Linked DNA regions of Mus musculus: all the other regions are linked to region 4. A link is a contact called in public promoter capture Hi-C data. All regions are on one chromosome and are shown on one strand. The core of a region is the stretch at or near the end of the contact, and the rest is flanking DNA. Distances in the headings are between cores, read along the strand shown.

The links. Promoter capture Hi-C pulls out the DNA fragments that hold promoters and counts their contacts.
Region 1: a promoter capture Hi-C map of the 3T3-L1 cell line shows a contact between it and region 4, with 15 times the contacts expected there. The contact joins the enhancer-like site here to the promoter of Spdl1 in region 4. A contact is called at or near these places in 13 of 39 promoter capture datasets (the 3T3-L1 cell line, 3T3-L1-derived adipocytes, the C10 cell line and 8 more), 3 of 15 datasets of contacts at CTCF or cohesin (the NIH/3T3 cell line, large pre-B cells and pro-B cells), 11 of 484 Hi-C or Micro-C datasets (B cells, the C2C12 cell line, CD4 T cells and 5 more) and 2 of 115 datasets of contacts at active chromatin or transcription factors (embryonic stem cells and large pre-B cells).
Region 2: a promoter capture Hi-C map of hippocampal neurons shows a contact between it and region 4, with 6 times the contacts expected there. The contact joins the enhancer-like site here to the promoter of Spdl1 in region 4. A contact is called at or near these places in 9 of 39 promoter capture datasets (the 3T3-L1 cell line, 3T3-L1-derived adipocytes, HPC-7-derived erythroid cells and 4 more).
Region 3: a contact with region 4 is called in a promoter capture Hi-C map of second pharyngeal arch cranial neural crest, with 8 times the contacts expected there. The contact joins the promoter of Wwc1 here to the promoter of Spdl1 in region 4. A contact is called at or near these places in 20 of 39 promoter capture datasets (the 3T3-L1 cell line, 3T3-L1-derived adipocytes, the C10 cell line and 13 more), 23 of 484 Hi-C or Micro-C datasets (the 3T3-L1 cell line, 3T3-L1-derived adipocytes, the HPC-7 cell line and 17 more) and 3 of 115 datasets of contacts at active chromatin or transcription factors (astrocytes, pancreatic cancer cells and stem cell-derived neural progenitor cells).

What each region holds. Positions count from the first base shown.
Region 1 is chr11:35,863,371-35,868,887 of GRCm38.p6, forward strand. Wwc1 (WW, C2 and coiled-coil domain containing 1) reads right to left here. Exons shown (of 23, transcript NM_170779.2): 15 at 3,865-4,057. Among named protein-coding and RNA genes, the nearest start is that of Rars, 32 kb to the left of the region's middle. Within about 2 kb of position 1,696, at least 107 of the 459 cell types and tissues checked have an H3K27ac peak or open chromatin away from gene starts, as enhancers often do. A contact at or near this core is called in the N1E-115 cell line and cortical neurons, where this site is marked.
Region 2 is chr11:35,891,923-35,897,227 of GRCm38.p6, forward strand. All of the region lies in intron 5 of Wwc1 (WW, C2 and coiled-coil domain containing 1), which reads right to left. Among named protein-coding and RNA genes, the nearest start is that of Rars, 60 kb to the left of the region's middle. Within about 2 kb of position 1,314, at least 64 of the 459 cell types and tissues checked have an H3K27ac peak or open chromatin away from gene starts, as enhancers often do. A contact at or near this core is called in 3T3-L1-derived adipocytes and hippocampal neurons, where this site is marked.
Region 3 is chr11:35,979,261-35,984,653 of GRCm38.p6, forward strand. Wwc1 (WW, C2 and coiled-coil domain containing 1) reads right to left here and starts at 1,267. Exons shown (of 23, transcript NM_170779.2): 1 at 711-1,267. The coding sequence starts at 829.
Region 4 is chr11:34,830,694-34,836,577 of GRCm38.p6, forward strand. It overlaps Spdl1 (spindle apparatus coiled-coil protein 1), which reads right to left and starts at 2,948. Exons shown (of 12, transcript NM_027411.2): 1 at 2,795-2,948; 2 at 32-206. The coding sequence starts at 187.

The DNA of each region.
Region 1 (5,517 bases), core at 446-2,945, 1.0 Mb after region 4:
CAATCTGAATCTAAACTGCTCCCCAACCCCAAGACTGTTTGAGCGTTATCAGGATGCCAAATGTAAAAAAAGCCAAGCCACATCTTTTTCTTATGCACAAAGCTACTTAAAATATTCTATCTTCTAACCTTCAGGCTAGGGATACAAGGTACATCTGAAACAAATGTATTTCCTATTTAGACTTGAATTCCAGCTCCAACATATCTCACTATATAGGCAAATATCTAAGGCAGCAAGACAAAATAAGACCAAAACTAAGAAACCCCAAACAAATCAACAACTCTCCCCGGCCCCCGAAATCTGAACCAATTCTGGTCAAGTATTTCTGACAGGGATATTCAACCTGAAACAGGAGGAGAGATAAGAGTGCAGACTGCTGAGTCTGGATGACTAAAGCAGTTTCTGGGAGAAGAGTGTGGGGCGGGGAGAGGAAGGCAGCAGGGACTGGCACTTTACTATTTTGACACCAGCTTCCTCACCAATGGCTGCTCTACGCAGGGCTGGGGGTGGGATACTGCCAATTCAGGAATCAAATGGCTGGGATGCTCCAGGCACCAGAATAAACTAAGTATATACAAGAATATGTATATTACTTCTTTATTCATTCAACAAGCATTCCCTGCAGCAGGAGAGACATCTAGAACACGATTCCCATCCTCTCACCACCAAGGGAATGACAGTCCCCTGGGGACACACAAACATACTGGATGCTGCAGTTCAGAACATGACAGGCCACATTTGAGGTACAAGCTGGGGAGGGATCATGAGGACAGTTTGGAAGCATGACACTTCCATCCGATTATTATTAATGACAAGATGCACTGCCTGCTGGTGCCGGCTCACAGGTGTGAATAGCACTCCTCAAACTAGCAGCATTTTGAGGGCATTTACCCAGTCATGGATTCAACCTACAGGATTGATTGAATAGCCTACCAATGCTGGTGCGTGAGCACACGGTCCCAGGAGACAGAGCGTGAGAGTGAAGGGGTGACCACGGTTTGTGGGATACCAGTGAAGAGTGGTCTCTCTCAAAGGGTGCCATACAGCACTGCTTAGGTGTATTTCCTGTCCAGTTGCACAGGTGGAGGTGGGGTTCACATTGGCAGGGCTGGAGCTTTGACACCAAGCAAGAGAGAACAAGGGAGCTATTGTAAAAGTCCATGGTGGGGTCTGTCCAGCAGGGCTTGAGCTGTGGGGCACTGGCCTTAGTGGCTAAGAGGGAGTAGTGTGACACCCCACTAACACATGTGGTAGAACTGCTGCTGACAATCTTAGGGACACAGACCAAGTGTTCTCCTAAACCCTGAGGTCGGGGGAGGTGACAGCCTTTGGTCGCCCTGAAACGTAACGCAGTTCAACAGGAACGCGAGAGGAAAGTGAACGAGTTGAAATCCACGTTGGTCAGTTCACTGGATGAACTGGGCAGGTAACTTAGTCTTCTGGGGCCTCGCTCACTCTCTAAAAGGAAGATCGTCGGAGACTTCTTCCAGGGGCTGCACCGAGGGTTAAAGAAGGGGCTCTTGGCCCAACGGTAACACACAGATACTGCTTGTTAATGGTATGGCTGATTAAATAGCTTAAAACACACTGGGGATTCCGCAGCCCCAGCAAGGCAGGGAGACTCCGAGTGAGTGGGAGCAGAAGAGCTCTTTCCCCCTCATGCCTCACTGCCTCTCTTCCAGCCACCCAGACCTGTGCTTCACATTCTCAACAGAGGCAGGCGAGGAGGTTTCCCATTGGTCATGGACAGCAACAAGCCACTGTAAGATGAGCGCTTTGGCTGTTGCTATGGCAACCAGCAATGGCCAGATCTCAATTAGGAAGGAAGAATAAAAAGCACCCACTTAGGAGAAGAAAAACAGGATTTAGTCTCTTCTCACTCTGGAATTCCCAGGGCTGAGGAAAGCTTCACTAGAGGAGTCTGGGTCTGAAAGCGCTTTCTTTCAGTGTCCACCGGGTTCCCTAAAAACCCCTTTGTCACCATTTGTAGCCTCCAAGGAGCATCGAGTTAGCAAAGAAAGGACACTGGAGGGCTCGAATGTATGCCCTGCAGACAAGGGGTCCAAATGCAGCTCTGCTCCTGGGTTACAGTGTGACCCAAAGCAGGAGCTTTCCTCTCTGTGACTCAGTTTCCCACTGGCACAAGGTACCTTGTTTTAAGATGAGTGAAAACAACGGAGAGAGTGCTTGTCGGGGACCTAATTTAGTGTCTGTCAGAAAATGTCACCCAACTCACATTTACTGTTGCCTTTGTGTCCGTGGTAACATCATCAGAAGAGGCAGGGTTTCTGCCATGGGCTGAGCAGGAAAGTGACTGACGCTCGTGTCTGTTGGTGATGCAAAATGCGACCTGGGACTGTAGCATCCCACCCCCCTGGGAACTTGTCAGAAATGCTGATTCTCAAATTTACTGCATCTCCATTTGCACTCTGACCAGGTGACTCACAGCTGTCCCTTGTGCACTGAGTCTGAGCAGCAGTGCATTAATGCTTCATCAGACAGAAGCTCAGATGGAACGGTGAACAACCAGAGCTGCATTCCAGATCTGGGAACTGACACCAGGCATTGAAGACTCTCAGGTGGCAGGGCTTGGTAGGGCTAGCCTGGTGATTTGCCCCTAAAAATCTGAGGATGCAGGCTCAGAATTCCACAGCAGTAAGGATTCCCCATCACAAGCAGATGGAGGTGAGGCTGGACAGTCAGGAGTCCCCGACTATGAGCACAGACTCATGGCTGCCACCAGGAGAAAGACCAGCCTGCAGGGAGGCAGCAACTGGCCTGGTTACACTCTCAGCTTCCAGACATGGATGCAGGAAGAAGGCTCAGTGCCATTGACAAATCCCCAGCCTATGCTCTACATGAGCCGCACATTTTCTTCTGTTGCTTGAACCCAGCCATTTCTAATACAGCCCGTATCACAGTTTGCACGTTATCTGACAATGCTGGCTCCTGTCTAAGGGGCCCTCTCAACAGATTGCCAGTGCCCAGAAAAGGCACTGGCGCCTAACAGGCTCTCAGGAGAGACCAGGGTGAGCAGAGCTTTTTTAACTCTAAAGCCCGAATTGCTTTAAAGACACTGGAGCTGCCATTTAAACGTTCTGAAATGGCATCAGAGTTAAGAAAGCCTTTCATTTTGTTCAGCTCGGAACAAAGATTTTATATCCCAGAAGCCCCCGGGGAGGGGTTACTCAAAGTTGAACAGTGTTGCACTGCCTGTATTGAAGTGCAAAGCTCTCACAGGGCTACTGACTTCCTTGATCCTGGCTCTGGCCAGTGCAAAAGAAGAGGAAGCCAGAGGCACAGAAGAGATCCCGACTACTGAGAATCTGTCCCAGGCATTTGCGGTGGATGCTTTGTATACACACTCTTAAGGCTCACGACACTCAGCAGTGTGCACCAGGAAGGAATTGTAGACAAAGAAATCGGAAAACAGAGATGTTAAGGAACCTGTCCATGGCCACTCAGCTAGACCCCGAATGGTAAAGGTGAGATTTGAACTCATGCTGTCCTTACTACCCTGTGAGTCTTCTCGATCTCTAAAGAAGTTGAGGCAGATGGCATGTGCTTTCAGGTCCTTTCAGGTCTACTACTCCTCTCACAGGAGGGGCTTGGATGCATAAGTCCGAGATCACTCCTTTCTGCGAAGTATACTAGGCTGGACTCGAACTCACAGAGATCTACTTGCCTCTGCCTCCCGAGAGTTGAAATTAAAGGCATGTGCCAGTACATGTCTCCAGATTCGTAGAGACTCAAAGCTTGTGGAGGCTGAGGCGAGCTGGTTGCAAACCCCTACCTGTATCACCCTCAGGCTCTAAGGACTGAAGACCAGGTGGACAGACAGACAGAGACAGACTCAGCCCTCACCAGACACTCCTCTGTATGGCTCCTGTCAGTGGTGCAGACATCGACTCGTAAGGTCTTTTGGTGAAGGGCTGGGTAGGAGATGGACACCCAGAATGCCTCATTGAACACGAGGGTATTTGCCGAGTCCAGAGGCCGGGTTCTGAACAAGCAGGTGCTGCTTTCAGAGCAAGGCAGGATGGCTACACGGATGTTCCTGGAGGAGACAGAATGGCCAGAGAGCCGCATCAGCTGTCAAGGGCTGACCTATTACAGAGATCCCCAGGGAGGCAGCTGGGAAGGAGAGAGTGCAGAACGTCTTATGTGGGGGATGCAGCAAGGGCTCTAGGGTACCAACTGCTCTTCCTGCCATGGCTCTCTGAATTTTTTGTTGTTATTTTGTTTCTTTTTTTCCTATATAGGGTCTGGTCTCACGATGTAGCCCTGGCTGTCCTGGAACTTACTATGTACACTAGGCTGGACTAGAACTCACAGAGATCTGCTTGCCTCTGCCTCCCAAGAGTTGAAATTAAAGGCATGTGCCAGTATGCCTGGCTGCGTCTCTGGATTCAAAGCTTGTGGAGGTTGAGGCGAGGTCGCTGTAAACAATGGATAGGCAGCAGTTCACTAGCACTGAGCAATGGTGAAAAACAGGGGCACCCATGCACTGAAGGCAAATGCACTAACCCCCCGCAGGCAGAAACTTGACAATTCTGTTATGTGTGTATATACATGCATGTCGAGGTCGAAGGTCAACCTTGTATGTCAGTCTTCACAGGTTGTCTATCCGGATTGTTGTTGTTTGTTTATTGTTTTTCTTTTAAGATGGATCTCGCATTGGCTTGGAACTTCCCAAATGGGCTAGTCTAGCTGGCTAGTAAGTCCCAGCGATCTGCCTACCTAGCACTCCCAGTGCTTGGGTTACAACTCTGCACTACCATGCCCTGCTTCTTTTTAGGGGTACCAGGGATGAAACTCTGGCCCTCATACTTTTGTAGCAAACACTTTACCCACAATTCTAACAAAACTACAAATGTGTTTATTTTTGTACCCAGACCTTGTGCTTCTAGACACAGATGGCCCTGCACAAGGACTTAAGAGAACCTGGACATTTCTGGTCCTAGCATTTTCTTTTTTGAGACAGGGTTTCTCTGTATAGCCCTGGCTGTCCCGGAACTAACTCTGTAGACCAGGCTGGCCTTAAACTCAGAAATCCACCTGCCTCTGCCTCCCTAGTGCTGGGATTAAAGGCCCGTGCTACCACTACCCGGAGGTCCTAGCATTGTTTAAGGGGACAGACATTAGAGATAACGCAAGCTTCAGTCTGGTCTTCCTTGGGCTTTGTCAGCCTTCTCTGCTCTTCCCACATCCTCCCAACTGATGTAGCTGTCCAGGCCTTATGGTAGATTTAAGGGTAGATGGACACAGTATAGCACAAGCCCAGTCTACATCAGGGATGCGTGCAGACAGGGTAGGCACTTGCCAACCTAGTGGTCTCCAGGTAATACCCAGGCACATTCTTCCAGAGTTGGCTAGACAACCAGAGAGTTGTTTCTGCCTAGAAAGGACAACAGGGACCTGGCTGTTCTCATGAGGTCACAGTCCAGGAGGTTTTCACAAAGGACCAGCGCACCCAACATTCCTAGAGCAGTGTGTGGTGGGCACCCAGGCTGTACC
Region 2 (5,305 bases), core at 64-2,563, 1.1 Mb after region 4:
CACTGGAGAACAGAGGTGAACAGAGGACTGACAGAGTTGGGGGTGAGGAGATGGTGTCACCTGTCCTATATGTCACAGGCTAGCAGGGTCCCAGGCACTGATTCACAGCATCTTAATAATACCTCAGGCTTGCGTTGTGACTACTTCCTGCCAGATGACATAGCCCACACCTTTAAACCTCAACTGTTAGGAGGCAGAGGCAGTCATATCTTTGTGAGTCCCACGTCAATCAAGGCTACATAGTCTCAAAAAAATTCCCCCATAAATTGTCCAAATATACGGTCCAAAATCACCCTTGGTGGAGAGCCACTGTGTTTAGCTTTGTGGAGTTGGTTCTGGCCTCTTCAACTCTGCACGGATGCTGGGGATTGGCTGGCAAGTGTTTTTTTTGGTGGTGGTTGTTGTTTTTTTTTTCTTACCTGAACCGCCTCACCCCTACCCCACCCCACCCCCAGAACCCTGCCAGGAATTAACGTGCTAAATTACAGGATACATTGAAGGACAATGACAGGTTAAGGATAAAAAGACTCCCAGCTGTCACACGGGTCCCCAGCTGTTACACCAGTCTGCACCGCAGCACTGGACGAACCTCCCAACCACACACAGCTCGGTGTTCTAAAGCAGCCCAGATTATGACACCTGCCTGGCCGTGTTCAGAGCTGTTCTCCACGTCAAAAGGTATAAAGGACTTAAATCCTAAGGAGAACTAGGAAGTAGTGTACACATAGGAGGGATTAAGTACCCTCAGCTTGGAGATTATTGGTTATCCGGGCCCTATGTGTAGGATTGTTTTGATGAAAGTGAAGGTTGTGTAAAGGAGAGAGCTGAGTGTCCTCCCCCCCCCCACCTCTTTCTGAAGTGCTGAGATCCAATCCAAGGCCACAGGCATGGGTGGCAAGTACCCTGCCACTGAGCGGTGACTTAAGAAAGCAGAGAGGCTGAGGAGTCGGGGTGAAGAGGACTAGGCTGTGGAGAAGGTTCTGAGAGAGCAGATACTTAAAGTGCTTCATTCTTCCATCAAAGGCTGGCCTGAGGCTTCGGTGGAGGGTGGAGAAGGGGAAGTTTAACAGTCAAGGGAGCACCGCGCACCCATTATAACAGGACGAGAAATCCTAACAGGCATTCCTCTCTGGCTTCCTGCTAGAGCCAAACTGTCCTAGGCTAAAAATAGCCTGAGTGGGAAGTTACTTGGGAAGGAGGAAAGTGAGACCGGGGAGCAGGTTTCCACCCTGGCCTCATGGCTTGGAGTGGGAGAGAGGGCAGCGGGGAGGGGTCCCCACACAGCTGCCCCCTGCAGTTTCTTCAGCTTCCGTGGGGCGAACACAAAGCCCCAATTGTGTCTCGCACTAAAAATAGCTTTGCCTATTCCTTTCGAGGCCTGGAGCCTGGGCAAGCCTGCCAGGTTGGCAAAGATCCGTCTCAGATTTAGTCTGGAAAAAGTTCACGTAAGGAGCACTGCTCCACAGAGCTCTGCAGGTGATATCCCGCAGAAACATCCTGCCCCACGGTGTGGGCAGGAATGAGAATCGGCCCTGCCCAAACTGTCAGAGGTGCTAGGTACAGGGGAGAGAGCTTTATGCTTCAACAGGTCTGAAGGCTGGGTAGAGTTCTCCTCTGCAAACGGGGCAAGAATGGCTTTGCATTCCCAGAAGGATAGACAGAGCAGTCTGTGTGCCGGGCTGCAAAGAGCTTTACCTGATTTCTCAGGCCCTTAGCAACCTAAGCTCTGGAATGTGGCTGCAGAGAGCAGCTCTGAGAACACTTGGGCTAGAACTGGAGTAAGAAGGGGCTGGGGAGAACAAAGGCTTTACCATTACACTCAGTGAAAGACAGAATTCTCTCGGGTGGAGGGGAAAGGCAAAGAAAAGTTGTGTGTGTGTGTGTGTGTGTGTGTGTGCGAGATGTTTTAGGATTTCTAAATTATGCATTTGTCTTTTATTTCAGGCCTTTGGGGACTCGAATGACCAGCAGCCTCAGAAGCTGGGCACAGCCTCTGACAGTAGCTGGTTCTTCCTATCTTGTTCACACAACTTTGGCAAGGGGACTTTGTGAAACGTAGAAAGAAAGACCCTGCCGTGTCCTGCCCCTGCCAAAGTGGTAGCCTGAGTCTTACTTCCCACCCGCTGACGAGGAGTCACACTGCAGGCCCAAGCCCCATGCTTTGCCTTTGCTTTTCCTTCTTCCCTGTCTTTGAGAGATCTCCTTTGGTCGTCATCAACCTTTCTCCTTCCTTTTTTTAAAATTAATTATTTACTTTTATTTTATGTGCACTGGTGTTTCTGCCTGCGTGTCTGTGTGAGGGTGTCAGGTCCCCTGGAACTAGAGCTTCCGACAATTGTGAGCCACCATGTGGGTGCTGGGAATTGAACTTGGCCCTCTGGAAGAGCAGTCGGTTCTCTTAACCACTGAGCCATTTCACCAGCCTCTTTTTTATTTATCTGTCTATCTATCTATCTATCTATCTATCTATCTATCTATCTATCTATCTATCTATCTATCTATCTATGAATCTATGAAACAAACAAAACCCTCTTGTGGCTGGGTATGGACCAGGCTCCCGGATTCTTAGACACAGCCCCTCGACAGCTCTAGGCTGGCGTCACTGCCATTGTGAAGGCAGACACATCTGCTCTCAGACAGCAGGGGAACTGCACGTCAGTCTCTAGCTGTGTGATGGTGACTCTGGAAACTCCCTAAATTATTCCTGAAGAATGAGGTTGACTATTCCCAGGCTCTGCAGACACCGGGTAGGAATGCCTTAGTCATCTCTCCCCAGACCCTGAACAAAAGCAATAATACCAAAGGGGTATTAAGGGGTCTTGTGTTTTTGGGGCCTGGGGAGAGTTATCTAGGGTACTGTCCAGAGAGACTGAGATGTGAACTTCAAAAATCCACTTACTCTACAAGCAGCACAATAATCATTGATAGTAGCCCAACGGTTCTGAACAGGAGGTGTAGATTGTGGGGGACAGACTGTGTTTAGAAGTAGTGGGGTTCAATTCTTGGGCACAAAAAAAACCAAAACCCAAAAACTGTAACAAGACAACAGCTAGATGTCTCCCAATGGCTGGAAGGCATGCCTAGCATGTGTGCAGCCCCTGGGTTCCATCTGCAGCATCAAAACAACAGGTAAATAAATAATAAAAATGAATACTATAGGTTTCAGGTAGTCGGTCTATTAGAAATGATAGCTCAAGCTGGTGACAAAAAGCTAGCATTCCTTAGGACCTTGTGAAAACACCAGTTCCCATCTGCCAAAAGGAACTGTTTCCCTTACTTCAGGCAGAAGGACCTATGGCTACCTGTGGAGTCCATCAGCTTATCTAAGCTCATCCTGGCCTCCGGGCTCCCTCAGTACCACAAGAACCTGTTCCACATCAACTCATAATCCTTACAATCCTCGTGATTTGTCCACCCACTTTCTCTATCTCTAGTTATCCTCTCTCACTATCTCTTACACTGTCTGTCTGTCCACCTGCCGGCCTGTCTGTCCACCCACCCACCCATCCACTCCTGGCCGTCCTCATGCTTTCTCTCCATGCCGTATTCTCTGACTCTTGCTACCTCACCGACTCTCACTCTCCTCCTTCTGCCCCTTGCCACGTTCACTCTGCTTTCCTCCCTCTCTGCTCTCAACTCTTCCAGATGCCACTGAATATTTTCTCCCTCCTATTCACAATACAAACCTTCCGATAAGAATGGAGAGCTTATGTTGGCAGTTTCTTTACTGTGCCCCCTTGAGTACACAAAGAGACTCGCAAGTGTTCTTGGGTTCTGGTCCTGATTCTGACCTTGCTGGCTGGGTTCTGGTCCTGAATCTGACCTTGATGTTGGGTGACCTTGATTCTGACCTTACAGGCTGGGTGACCTGCATATTTTCAAGGCTGTCAGTGCCTTCATCAACAACATGGGGTACAGCACAAACTATTCTCAATGTGGTAAAGAGAATGAAATGAGGCACCTGTTAGGTCAGGGTGCCTAGCAAGCAGCAAGCTTGGGTTAGGGTGGTAGAGTCACTTTCTAGACTAAATGGACAACTGACTAGAGCCTCTCCCATCCTCCTCCCCGAGTACCTAATCTATGCCAGGCTCTGTTACATTCTAGACAGGGGTTTCCTAGCTCAGTTCTGACAACCACAGACTTTTCAGATGACACTATCAAAACTCAGAAGGGTTAGGTTATTTTCCAAGGTCCCAGGTACCTGGGGTTTGAACCCTGGCACGCTGCCTTGTGAAGATATAGTCCTAGTTCTCTCTGCCAGGATGTGTGTTAGAGCAGGTATCTTGCTCCACCCTAGACTGGAAGTCTGGTCCTTCTTGTGAAGGACTGTGGGCAACCAGGCTGCAAAGGAGTCTCATCTGGCCAGCTATCAAACTGCGAGGAAAACGTGGGAAGGGTTGTCTTTAGGGTTTGGTTGTCAGCTCACCAAAGGAAAAGAATTTCCAATGCTGCTACACAGTGACAATGGGGTCAAACAGATTTGTTGAGGATCTGAGGACAGTGGGAAGAATCTGATGTAGAGCTCCTGATGCGGGGCAATGAACAGCCTTAAACTATGCCTCGAAGCTTCTGGAGTGACACACAGACACTGGGTCTTCATAGGTCAAAGTTGGGAATGTCTGCATTCACCCTATTGCCCTGAATTGTCTCTGGTGTTCACTAAAAAATTAACAAGGGACATAAAGTACAACCCCTGGCTGGAATGAAGTTAGAATTTGATTTCATATGATTTGACATATATACATTACACGCATATAAGACATATTAAAAAAAGATATAAAAGCTATAATTATAGGCTGATATTTACTAAGCATTTAGTATATGACTCAGTTTTCTCATCTATATAATGTGGTTATAGCTAAAAAAAATATTAGACAAAACACTCCTTTGGGATTACCACAAAGATCAGATGGACATCCTCCCGCAGGATCACCTAAAGGTGTTTCCTGGCACACAGCAAAGGCTTTACAAATTTTCGTGGCCATCACCAAGATCACAGCAGTTAATACAGAATACAGGAAACAGCCGTATTCCTGACTTAGCCGTAAGCCCATTTCTATAAATGAAAACGACATCTGTCTATTCAGTGTATAATCTCCTTATGCCACCCCCCAGGGGACCGTGCACACAGACTCCCTAGGAATGTTTCCACTGCTAAAAGAGACTGCTATTTCCTCAGTGGGTACTAGGTGAAGTAGCGGCTTAGTTTAGGGACCGTGGGACTAAAGGGTTTGCTTGGTCTGCGTCTGACAGTCTAGTAGTTAATTAGCAGAGCCGAGACAAGCACAGAAATGATTAACACTTG
Region 3 (5,393 bases), core at 17-2,516, 1.1 Mb after region 4:
ACCAAGGTCAGGATTGTGGAGAAGCCTCTGGCCCCAGAAGGAAGGGAGGAGAGGAGGCTAGGGCAGGCAGGGCTTTGCCAGAGGCCTCTCACCTCTATCTGCATCCTAACAGCTTCCAACTTGCTGTGAGATTCCTGGAGAACCAGTCTCCCTCTTTTGCCCTCCCCCGCGCTCCCTCCCTCCCCTCCCACCTCCGGCTTCCCCAGACTTGCTCCAAAGCTTTTCTCGGCAGCCAACGAAGCACCTGTCAAAAAAGCTGCTTTCTCTTCGCCAGAATGTCCTTCCTCCAGTAGTTTCCCAGCGACCCGTGGGCTCCCTACCACCCCTCCATGCCAGATCACCCCTCCTCAGCCAAGGGAGTTCCCAGGGAAGATTCGCTTCATCTGGTTTTGGTCTTTGCCTTCACCCTGGCCAGACGTCGCTTTCTAAATGAGCCGGGGACCCTGCTAGAGCTTAAGGTCAAAACTCTGGGCAGGTGCTACAAGGGCCTAAGTCCTCCACCTGGGACTGGCTGCCGGCAGTCTGCTTGGCGTCCGCCCCTCTCTGCAGCTCTTCAGAGCTTTGTACTCCTGTACAGCTCAAGGAGGGGTGAGGATGTAGAGGGGGCAAACTAAGACCTGTTAAGAGACACGCAGAGTCCCCCTGCACACTAAGGGCAGGTGCGGCCCAGGCGCGGTGCCGGGTCCGGGTCGGAGCACTCCGGGTCCTACCTGTCCCGCGGGTCGATCCAGCTGGTGGTGCGGTTCCTGTGATCTATGTAGTAGACCTTGCCGTCGAAGTCGCGCGCCTCCTCCCAGCCCTCCGGCAGGGGCAACTCCGGCCGGGGCATCTTCCCGAGCCTGGCCCGCGCTCCCCCATGCAGCTCGCAGCCGCCACGGGGCTCAGCGGCTCGGGCTGGCCGCTTTGGGTCCAGGCGGCCGCCGAGGCAGCATGATCGGGGAGTGGCGCCCACGGATCGGGGGCCCTAACGGGGGCCGGCCGGGGTGGCGCCTCTGTCCATGCGGCCCTGCGGCCCCAGCCCCACGCCGCCCGCCTCTCACGCTGCCATGTGCGCCCGCCGCGGCGCCCAGCCGGCCCGAGTCCGCGGCCAGCCAGCCAGGAGAGCGGCCCGAGCCGCCGCCTGCCTGCCCCTGCCGCTGCGCGCTGCGCTCCACGCCGCCGCCGCCGCCGCCGCCGCCCGCAGCCTCTGCCGGAGCCCCGCCGCGCGCCCCGAGACTTCTGCCTCCGCCAGGTGTGGCTCCGGCGGTGCAGGTAACTGCGCTGCCCCGGAAACGGGAGGCGGAGCGCCGGGCTCCAGGGTTCCCGGGTCTCCTCCCCGCGCCCAGCGCGGCGAGGGCGGGTCCTAGAGCCCGAGACGCGCCCCCTCGTGGGACAGTCCCAATCGCCGACCACCCCGTTCTGCCCCAGGAGGCTAGGCTCTCTCTACGCCAGAGTGTCCGGGCTCTTGGCGCGTGTGGCCCCAAATCTTGACACACCCTGTTTTCTGTGATTGAGAACCAGGAGTCAGGCAAGAAGTGGTTAAGTGAAAACATTCTTGCAAATCGGCGAACATAAGTTTTCCAGGATCTCTCGTCCCTTCCCCCCCAGCACTCACACCATCTGTCTTCCTCCTATTCAGTTCTCCCCGTGTTGTTTCAACCCTCCTCTCCGTAATTTGCAAATGTAGCTGGCTTTCCTTAGGGTCCCTAAAATTAGGAATGCTATGGATCTGCTTCCTAAGAGGACTTCCAGCGGGTGGCAAGGGAGGAGAAGGAAGGACATATTTTGCCAGTCATAGTGAAGTGCACCTGTCTCTCGGCTACTCAAGAGGCTGAAGAAGGATTACTTAAATCCAAAAGTTCCAGGCTGAGTCAAACTAGCAAACACGGGGGGGGGGAATAAATAAATAAATAAGGAAGGAAGGAAAGGGAGGGGGAGAGGGAGAGAGAGAGAGAGAGAGAGAGAGAGAGAGAGAGAGAGAGAGAGAGAAAGAGAGAGAAGGAAAAGAAAGAAAGAAAGAAAGAAAGAGAGAGAGAGGGAGGAAGGAAGGAAGGAAGGAAGGAAGGAAGGAAGGAAGGAAGGAAGGAAGGAAGGAAGGAAGGAGAAAAGAAAGGAGAAAAGAAAAGGCAAACCCTGAAACAAGAATAAGTAAATGTCTTGAGACATTAGCAATATTGAATTAAGGGGAAAAAGTTCCCTCTTAGGTTTGGTGTTTCCCCCAGTGCAAATGTAACTGTGCCTGAGGCAGGAAACTGGACTGGAAGAACGAAGTCCAGCGCCTTGTCTGAATCAATCCCTTAATGTGGGGAGTAACCAGTTAACTCCCTGTACTGTGTGGGGATCCCCTGTTTGATACACAAGGCGTTTTAGGGTGGGCTCCTCAAATCTAAATGCCCTGAGGACATAGGGGACGGGTGTAGCTCCTCCTCCATCCCATCAATATTATACTTCGAAGCCAGGGATCTCAGATCTCAGGGAGGTCCTCACCACCCACCCAACTGCTGGGGAGTTCTCCCTCCAGACTTCCTGTGATGGGCAAAGCCTTCACAATTATAAGTACTTCTAGTGCCCTCCTTCCCCCGTTCTGTTAGGATCAAACTCCAGGCATGCATCCTCACTGAACCAAACCAGCCAATCTGTTTTGAGTTTTTGCCTGGGAGACCTCGCTCTGCCTGGCCTTATACTATGGTTATCTCCCCTTCCTACCTCTGCCTCCCAAGTGTGAGATCACAAGTGTGAACGAACCATCACTTCCAACACGTGCTGATCTGATACGAGGCTTGCGTTTTCAAGTATGATCTCAGCTAATCTTCACGACAAAGCCCTGGATAGGGTACTGTACTTCTCCTCGTTCTGGAGATGAGGACACTGAACTTCAAGATGGCCAGGGATGGAGCTAAGAAGAGACACAAGCACCCTAGCACCGGTGAAACCAATGGTTGAAGGGTCAACCATTAATGCTTCATTGTATTTAGATCGAGGGTTTGTAATGTTTTTTTAGATTCTTGCTATGCAGTCCAGGGTGGCCTTGAGCTCAGCATCCTCCTGCCTCTCCCTTGAGAAAAATGTGATAATGAAGAGTCCCTCCACCTGGTTGGGAAGAGCAAAATGAAATGAGAAGCAGGGCATCATGGCGCACGCCTTTAATCCCAGCACTTGGGAGGCAGAGGCAGGTGGATTTCTGAGTTCGAAGCCAGCCTGGTCTACAGAGTGAGTTCCAGGACAGCCAGGGGAACACAGAGAAACCCTGTCTCAAAAAATTAAAAAAAAAAAAAAAAAAAAGAAAGAAAGAAATGAGAAAAATAAGGGATTAAGCTATCACCAAGGGGTCCACGTGGAGCACCCTGGCTGATCTGATGACCAGCACACTTTTATAAAGTGTGGCTCAACTGAACTATTTTCTGCTAAAAAACACAGACAACCCATGTCTTTTCCTTCCTGAAAAGTACGCTTGTCTGCTTATGACACATCCAACTAGGGTGTGTGTGTGTGTGTGTGTGTGTGTGTGTGCCTTATTTTCCAAGCTTCCTGGATGAATGTGTTGTATGCCAGATGCCCACCGCTTGGCATTTTCCAGTGGCTTGTTCCTCTATACCTTTAGACCATGCCTTGGAACAGCAATTGGTTCCTTAAAGCTTAGGCCTTAGGATCCCAGGTTATCTCCCAGAAGCTGCAAGCAGGGTGATGTAATCTACAGATGGTGGCCTGCCCCCCTGCAATGCCGGGTGAATCATCTCTAGGCATTCAGAGGCCCAGGGCAAGCACGCCAAAGGTAAAAGCTGCTGAGCCTTATGATAGGTTGAGTTGGTTGTTATTCTGCAGGTGACTGAACCACAGGAATCCAAACTGAGACAGGCAGCCTTCCTGGTCTTCCTTTTAGGAACTATGGATAACTTTGGGGCTGAGCAGAGACTACCAGCCACACCCAGTCTGCATTTGCATTCACTGTTAGGCAGCTCATGGGAGACAACACCACAGGTTGTCATGATCTTTTTTTTTAATTTGTTTTTTTTTAAGATTTATTTATTTATTATATGTAAATACACTGTAGCTGTCTTCAGACACTCCTTACAGATGGTTGTGAGCCACCATGTGGTTGCTGGGATTTGAACTCTGGACCTTCGGAAGAGCAGTCGGGTACTCTTACCCACTGAGCCATCTCACCAGCCCCCCCCCTTTTTAAAGATTTATTTATTTATTATATGTAAGTACACTGTAGCTGTCCTCAGATACTCCAGAAGAGGACATCAGATTTTGTTACAGATGGTTGGGAGCCACCATGTGGTTGCTGGGATTTGAACTCAGGACCTTCGGAAGAGCATTCGCCACTCTTAACCACTGAGCCATCTCGCCAGCAGGTTATCATGATCTTAAAGTCAGTGTTCACTGCAGCAAAAAAGAAAGGCCAGGTTCCGCACATGTCTTAAGAGATGGGGCAGGCTGGTGAGATGGCTCAATGGTTAAGAGCACAGACTGCTCTTCCAAAGGTCCTGAGTTCAAATCCCAGCAACCACATGGTGGTTCACAACCATCCATAAAAAAATCTGATGCTCTCTTCTGGAGTGTCTGAAGACAGCTACAGTGTACTTATATATAATAAATAAGTAAATAAATGAATAAGTAAAGAGATGGGGCAGCATTTCACGGGGAATGAGGAGGGGAAACTGAGTGTGGTGGGGGAAGGGAGAGAAAGAGAGGGAGGCTGGAGAGATGCTCACTGGGTAAGAGCATGTACTACTTTCTAAGAGGACATGGTTTCTGTTCCCAGCACCCACATCTGGCAGCTCCTAACTGCCTGTATCTCTTACACCTCTGGCCTGAAGGTACCAGCAATCACATGTGCATAGACACACAATAAAACCAATAAAGTAAATAGTAGGAGGAATGATGGAGAAACAGAGACAGTGAAAGATAGGGAGAGAAAGCTGGCTATCTCAGAAGTGGTTTCTGGCTGGCATCTGCATGCTTTAAAGGACTGGAGGCTTGGAGAACCTCTCCTGGGTTTTGTCTTCCCACTCCATGACTATACCTCCCTACCTCATACCGTCCGACCCACGGGTCCTGGAGACCACACACTGTTATGTTCGGTGACTGAGCCAATAACATCCCCTCTGTTCAGTCACGTGTTACTTGAGGTTCATAACCGTGCCCTGGAGTTGGTGGTTTCAAGGTTGAGAAAATACATTCAAAGCCAGGCCGGGCAGTGGTGGTGCACACCTTTAACCCCAACACTTAGGAGGCAGAGACAAGTGAGTTCCAGGACAGTCAGGGCTACACAGAGAAAACCTGTCTCAAAAAAACAAAACAAAGCCAGAGAGAAAGTCTGGGTAGAGCAAACTTTGGCAACAGGAGAGTCTAGGCAGAAGACATTTCTTTTTTGTTTTTTTGTTTTTTTTTTGAGGCAGGGTTTCTCT
Region 4 (5,884 bases), core at 1,698-4,197:
CTTCCTTGTAAACTAGTATACTGGACCCTACCTCTGCTGTGATCATCATTTCTTCATGACATTTATCCAGTTGGCTCTGCAGTTCCGTCTGCCTCTCCAAGAGCTGTAGGCCATAGTGTGCAGCTTTCAGTCGCTCGTCTTCACACTCTTTGAGTTTGTTCCGAAGATTTGTGATATCTGCCTCCATGATGTCTGTTCTCAACCTACTGGAAAGATAAAATATAACTACGTGAGCTGAACGTGGGACTAAATGTAGTGACATCAGAGCAAGAGAAGAAACATATATGGTCAGCAGTACTGCCATAGAAAACCAAAAGGGTATTAGAATTTGATTTCTGAATTGCAGGACAATTCCTCTTATCAGTGACAGCACAGTAGGTAGTGAGAAATGGCGGAACTCTACAAAACTTGTGAAGGTCAAGTCAATACAATTTTCTGATAGGTGGATTCTGGGAGGTAAAAAGAAAAATGAATATAGCCTTCTGCCTAAGCAATTACTAGAATGGAGCTACCCTCGGCTGAGACACTGAGGTAAAAAAATGTTACAGGGAAGAAAGCAAGAATTCATATTTTCAGTATGACTTGAATATGCTGTACTAAAAATACAAATTTGGAGAGTGCCAACATTAAGTCCTTAAGATTCCTTATCACTAGAAGATGAGCAAAACTGCTGACAAGTCTCAGAACAGAAGGCTGCTATGAAGGAAAGACCGGAAGTATCCTCAGGTACTACTCAGGAAGTAAGTGGAAAGCATGTAATGTTTCTGGGAGCCAAAAAGACAAAATTCCTCCAGGAGGTGGAAAGAAACCATCACGGCAAATGATACTAAGGCAAATTAGATGAGAAACTGGAAACTGCAGGTCACTGGCCCAAGGTGGAGAAGTGAGGCAAAAGCCTGGTTAGGATAGGTTTGAGAGCCAGGCAGTGGTGGTGCACGCCTTTAATCCCAGCACTTGGGAGGCAGAGGCAGGTGGATTTCTGAGTTCAAGGCCAGCCTGGTCTACAGAGTGAGTTCCAGGACAGACAGGACTACACAGAGAAACCCTGTCTCAGAAAATCAAAACAAAACAAAACAAAATAGGATAGGTTTGAGAGAAAATAGTAGGCGATACACAGATGTGGCTAAATGACATAAAAATCAAAGTGGAGCTCCAAAGCCTAGTGTGCTAATCACTTTTCACCACAACTTCTCAAAAACCCAACCCGTATAAGGCATTTAAGTGTCAGCAAGTTCTGTGGATGAGCTAGCTATCTGAGCTCAAAGCTCACTTCCACATCCAACTGGCTACATCAATGTGAAAAAGTTTTGTGAGCATCTTGCTTCATCTATCTTAGAGATTCTATAAGATAAAAAGAGTAAAAGGAAACAAACAAACAAACAAAAACAAAAAAGCCGGGAGGTGGTGGCACACACCTTTAATCCCAGCACTCGGGAGGCAGAGGCAGGCAGATATCTGAGTTCGAGGCCAGCCTGGTCTACAAAGTGAGTTCCAGGACAGCCAGGGCTATTCAGAAAAACCTTGTCTCGAAAAACAAACAAAACAAAACAAAAACAAAAACAAAAAGAGTAAAAGGCATCTAACTAGATTAAGAACACATGAATTCTTACTAGGCATCAACAGAAATACCATGCCAGCCAAACGGATTTTAAACTTTTTTTTGGGGGGTGGGGGTAGTTACATTTTCACAAATAAGTACAAGTGAAAACATTTAACCCAAACATCCAAAATGTTACCACTGCAATCTGTAATCATTGAATAGATAAATAAACAAACCCAAGCAAAACTTTCAAGCCCAAAGTTCTCCTGCCTATAGGAGGCTCAGGGATAAAGATGGAGCAGAACCACTGAATGGCACAACTTGAAACCCATCCCATGAGAGAGAGCCAACCCCTGACACTATTAACGACCCCGTGCTATGTTTGCAGCCCTAACATAACTGTGTCTTGAGAGGCTTAACCCAGCAGCAGATGGAAGCAGAAGCAAAGGCCCATCAGGCATCAGGCAGGGCTCTGGGAGTCTCGTGAGGAAGAGTAGGGGATAGAATTGAGCAAGCTGAAGGGGTCAAGGCCACCACAGGAAGACATGCAAGTCAATCAACCTGGACCCATGGGGGCTCACTGAGGCTGAACCACCAACTAAGGAGGATGCAGGGGCTGGACCTAGGCCCCCTACGTATGTGTAGCAGATATGCAGCTTGGTCTTCCTGCAGGTCCCCTAACAATTGAAGCAGGGCTGTCTCTGACTCTGCTGCCTGCCATTGTACCCCTTACCCTACCTGGACCGCCTGGTTGGAACATGCTTATTTAACTCCGCTGGGATTTGATGTCCCAGGATGAGGTGGTACTGGGGGGGGGGGGGGACACGACTCCCCTTCTCTGAGAAAAGAGGGAGGGGTAGTAGTGGGGATAGGGATTGGGGGGCGGGACTGGGAGGAAAGTGGGGAGGGGGCTGCGATTGGGATATAATGTGAATAAAAGAAAAACAACAAAAAAAGTAAATAAGTAAAACATAAGCGAATGAGATGTTACAATGAGACTCCGTCCTGTGTGTCTGCTACATAATTGTAAGTTAATTCAGACTGCACCACTGGCTAAGGGTACTGGAGAATTCAAGACTCGGAGGTCCCAGACCACCCAGCACCGTATTTATCCTTCTGCAGTCAAACCCGCAGCGAAGCGGTCCGACCGAAGACTACACCGACCCGGAAGGCGGCTCCAGAGAACTCAGGTTCCTGAGAACAGGCGTTCCTCCCACCTCCTCCCGGTTCACCCTTCCCGACGCTCGCCCTTACCTCTCTCCTCACGCTTCCTGGCTGCTGCAACCGGAGGCCTGTCCGGAGAGCACTGGACTCCCAGATTCGTGACACTAACTCCACCTCAGCACAGAAATAACTCCCTCTTCACTCGGCAGCAGCACTGCTAAGTAAGCGCCGGGGATTTTTGAATACGGTTCCCGCGAGAACTCACGTTTCTCACGAGATGTCTTGTCCAATCCGCGCCTCCGGGGCAAACGAGTGGGGCGCCTTGCAGAGACTGCGCATGTGCATGCTCCGCGACTTGGGCTTTTGGGCGTTCCTGCTGCTTCGTTTTCTTAGAAGTGTCTGCTTTTAGTGAAGTGTGTTTCTCTGGTTTATTTATTTGTTGTCGTCTTTACCAACGCCAGTGTCGCCGGGTCGGAAGGTATTGTCAGCCCCTCGCTGGCCCGCCTGCAGTCGCCTTTAGGAGCTAAGGCGTTGAGTCTCACCAGGGCCAGCACAGTGCCACCTTCCACTGGGCTCGCCCCAGTTAGGACTGCGAACCACCCTGCCAGCCCTTGCACTTTGCGCAGAGGAAATTAAAGTCTCCTCCAAAGAAAACCTAAGTAATTCAAAATCACCGCAATAGGACTGCTATTGAGACGAACCCAGCTGGTTTTGCAGTACAGCTCGAGGGCATGCGTGTCTAAATAGAAATTCCTTGTAAACTTGCTTATTCTTTACACTTTTAAGCAATGGGAAATCTGGAGAGCTCTAGTAACTGGCACCTGGCATCATATCTTTTTTATCTATGGGCTTGGCTCTATGTCTTTTATCGTGGTTTACTGTGTTGAATCTTTGCCCTCTGTAGATGAAGGTGCCGAAGTGACACATTCCAAAAGTGAATCGGAAACTCCAGTCAGTAACATTCCCGTTTTGTTTTTCTTTATATAACAAAACGTCTGAGAAGGTTTTCACTATTCAGTTTCATCATCATCGTTATTATTTAGCTTTTTGAGACAGGGTCTCTATGTAGCCCTGACTGTCTTGGAACTCTCCCTGCAGACCGGACAAGCGATGAACTCACAGAGATCCTCCAGCCTCTGCCTCGGGAGTGCTGGGATTAGTTTGTTATATTGTACAGTAAATTGTCTCTTGACAAGATCACCAGCGTTTCTTTTTGTTTTTGTTTGTTTTATCATGAGGCCAATCCTGCACTGTACCCCAGTGATTTTTTACCTTCAGTGTCCAGTAGTCAGTGTTTATTTTTCCCCTTTCCTGCATTGCCTCCATTGAGTTTTAATATCTTGATGCTCCACACCCTTTGACTTTCTCACTTCATTTTCATTTGTAGACCGTTATTTCTGATGGAGCTAGACCAGACTTTAAAGGACTGAACTGTTTTAAGATAAACAACAATGATCCATCAAGCAGATATAATCACCACTGAGTTCTTCATTAAATGAAGCAAATTCCATTTCTTCTATCATTCTCAGATTCTTCAACTCAGGAGTCAGGAAGATAACCTCTATCGTTGGCCAGTCATGACTAGTTAATACCTGTAACTAAAATCTTTATGAATTCCTTGTTTTGTTCTTTGATTCAGAGAGAACATATTAAATCACATACTATCTCTCAGGTGCAGTGACATAGACCTTGGAAGGATGTGTGATTAAACGTACTATCAGGGAGTTGCTCACAACACAGTATATTATTTACATATATTTAATATTCTTGAGGCCTGTGCCCCCCAACATAGCTGTAGCCATTTTGTTCCATGCCTGCCAGCTCTTTCATACTGTTGCTGTGATATGCCTGCCACTCATTGGCACAGAAAAATAACTTGACTCAGAGCAAGGTCATGTTGATAACATATCTTGTTATGTTCTGTATGACAATTGTTAATCTTAAGAAATTCCACAAAGCTATAGGACCCATCAGATTAAATCAGTATGAACTGTTATGTCCAAAATAGCTTGAGTCAGAGCTGACCACTGAACAGCACTTCCAGCACCTGCACACGAGCTCATTGTGGCATTTTCCTTTATAAGCACACCCTGAGAAATGTTCGGAGTTGTAGCCTCGGCCGCCAGATTCTGAACTATGGCCCTGATCGATCAAGCTTAGGGTGTGTGTTCAGTAAACCATCCCTGTCTGACTGAGCTTGGTGTTTGTGTGGTTTGTGGGCGACTCCTGAACCCCAACAAATATATATTTAAAATCATGGCTGTAGAAATTATCACACACACAAATATACTCACATATATATTAAAAATTCATGGGCTGGCGAGATGGCTCAGTGGGTAAGCTTTGGACTGCTCTTCCAAAAGGACCTGAGTTCAAATCCCAGAAACCACATGGTGGCTCACAACCACCCATAATGAAGTCTGATGCCCTCTTCTGGTGCATTTGAAGACAGCAACAGTGTACTTATTTATAAAAATAAATAAATCTTTTTTTTTTTAAATTCATATGACCCTACATAAAAGGAAAAGTATATTTTGTCTGGATATTCATTTAAAAAGTTACAAATGCACTGGCACTAAGCAGAGTCTTGAAAGATGGCAGAAGTAAGGAAAAATGGACTCGAGGGAGAGGACCATGTTCACAAAGTCTTAAAGGCCTCTCTCTCTAATCGTTAAAGGCAGTTTATAGGAGAACATTGATTTGGGCGCGTCTTTCTACACTGGCCCACTGCATGAAAGTAACCTGGAATCATTTGCACTAAGTGGCACACAAATAATTGAGCTTCAAGACCATCTTCAGTGGCCAGATGATTCAAATCAAGTGGATGCTGAGCTGGGACCTGAAGAGGTCTCTCTGTCTCACTTGTTTCCTATTCACAAATACTTCCTGATCTTGTTGAAAGGAATTGTTAAAACCTCTTCAGATCCTGAGGACTGTTGTAACTTAGAATCATAAATAAAAGTCACTTACAATCTTTAAAGTAAATTTGTTGTGGTTTTTATCTTTTTCCATGAAGTTAAAAGGCACTGTTAGGGATGCCCTGGATAGAGTACAGCCAGTACCATGTCCAGACACTAGATGTCACAAGTGAAACGATTTTTAGATAGCTTCCTAGATTAACCTACACTCTTTAGTAGTTTGAAGTACAGGTCTCCCAAATGAGACTGAGGTCCACATGCA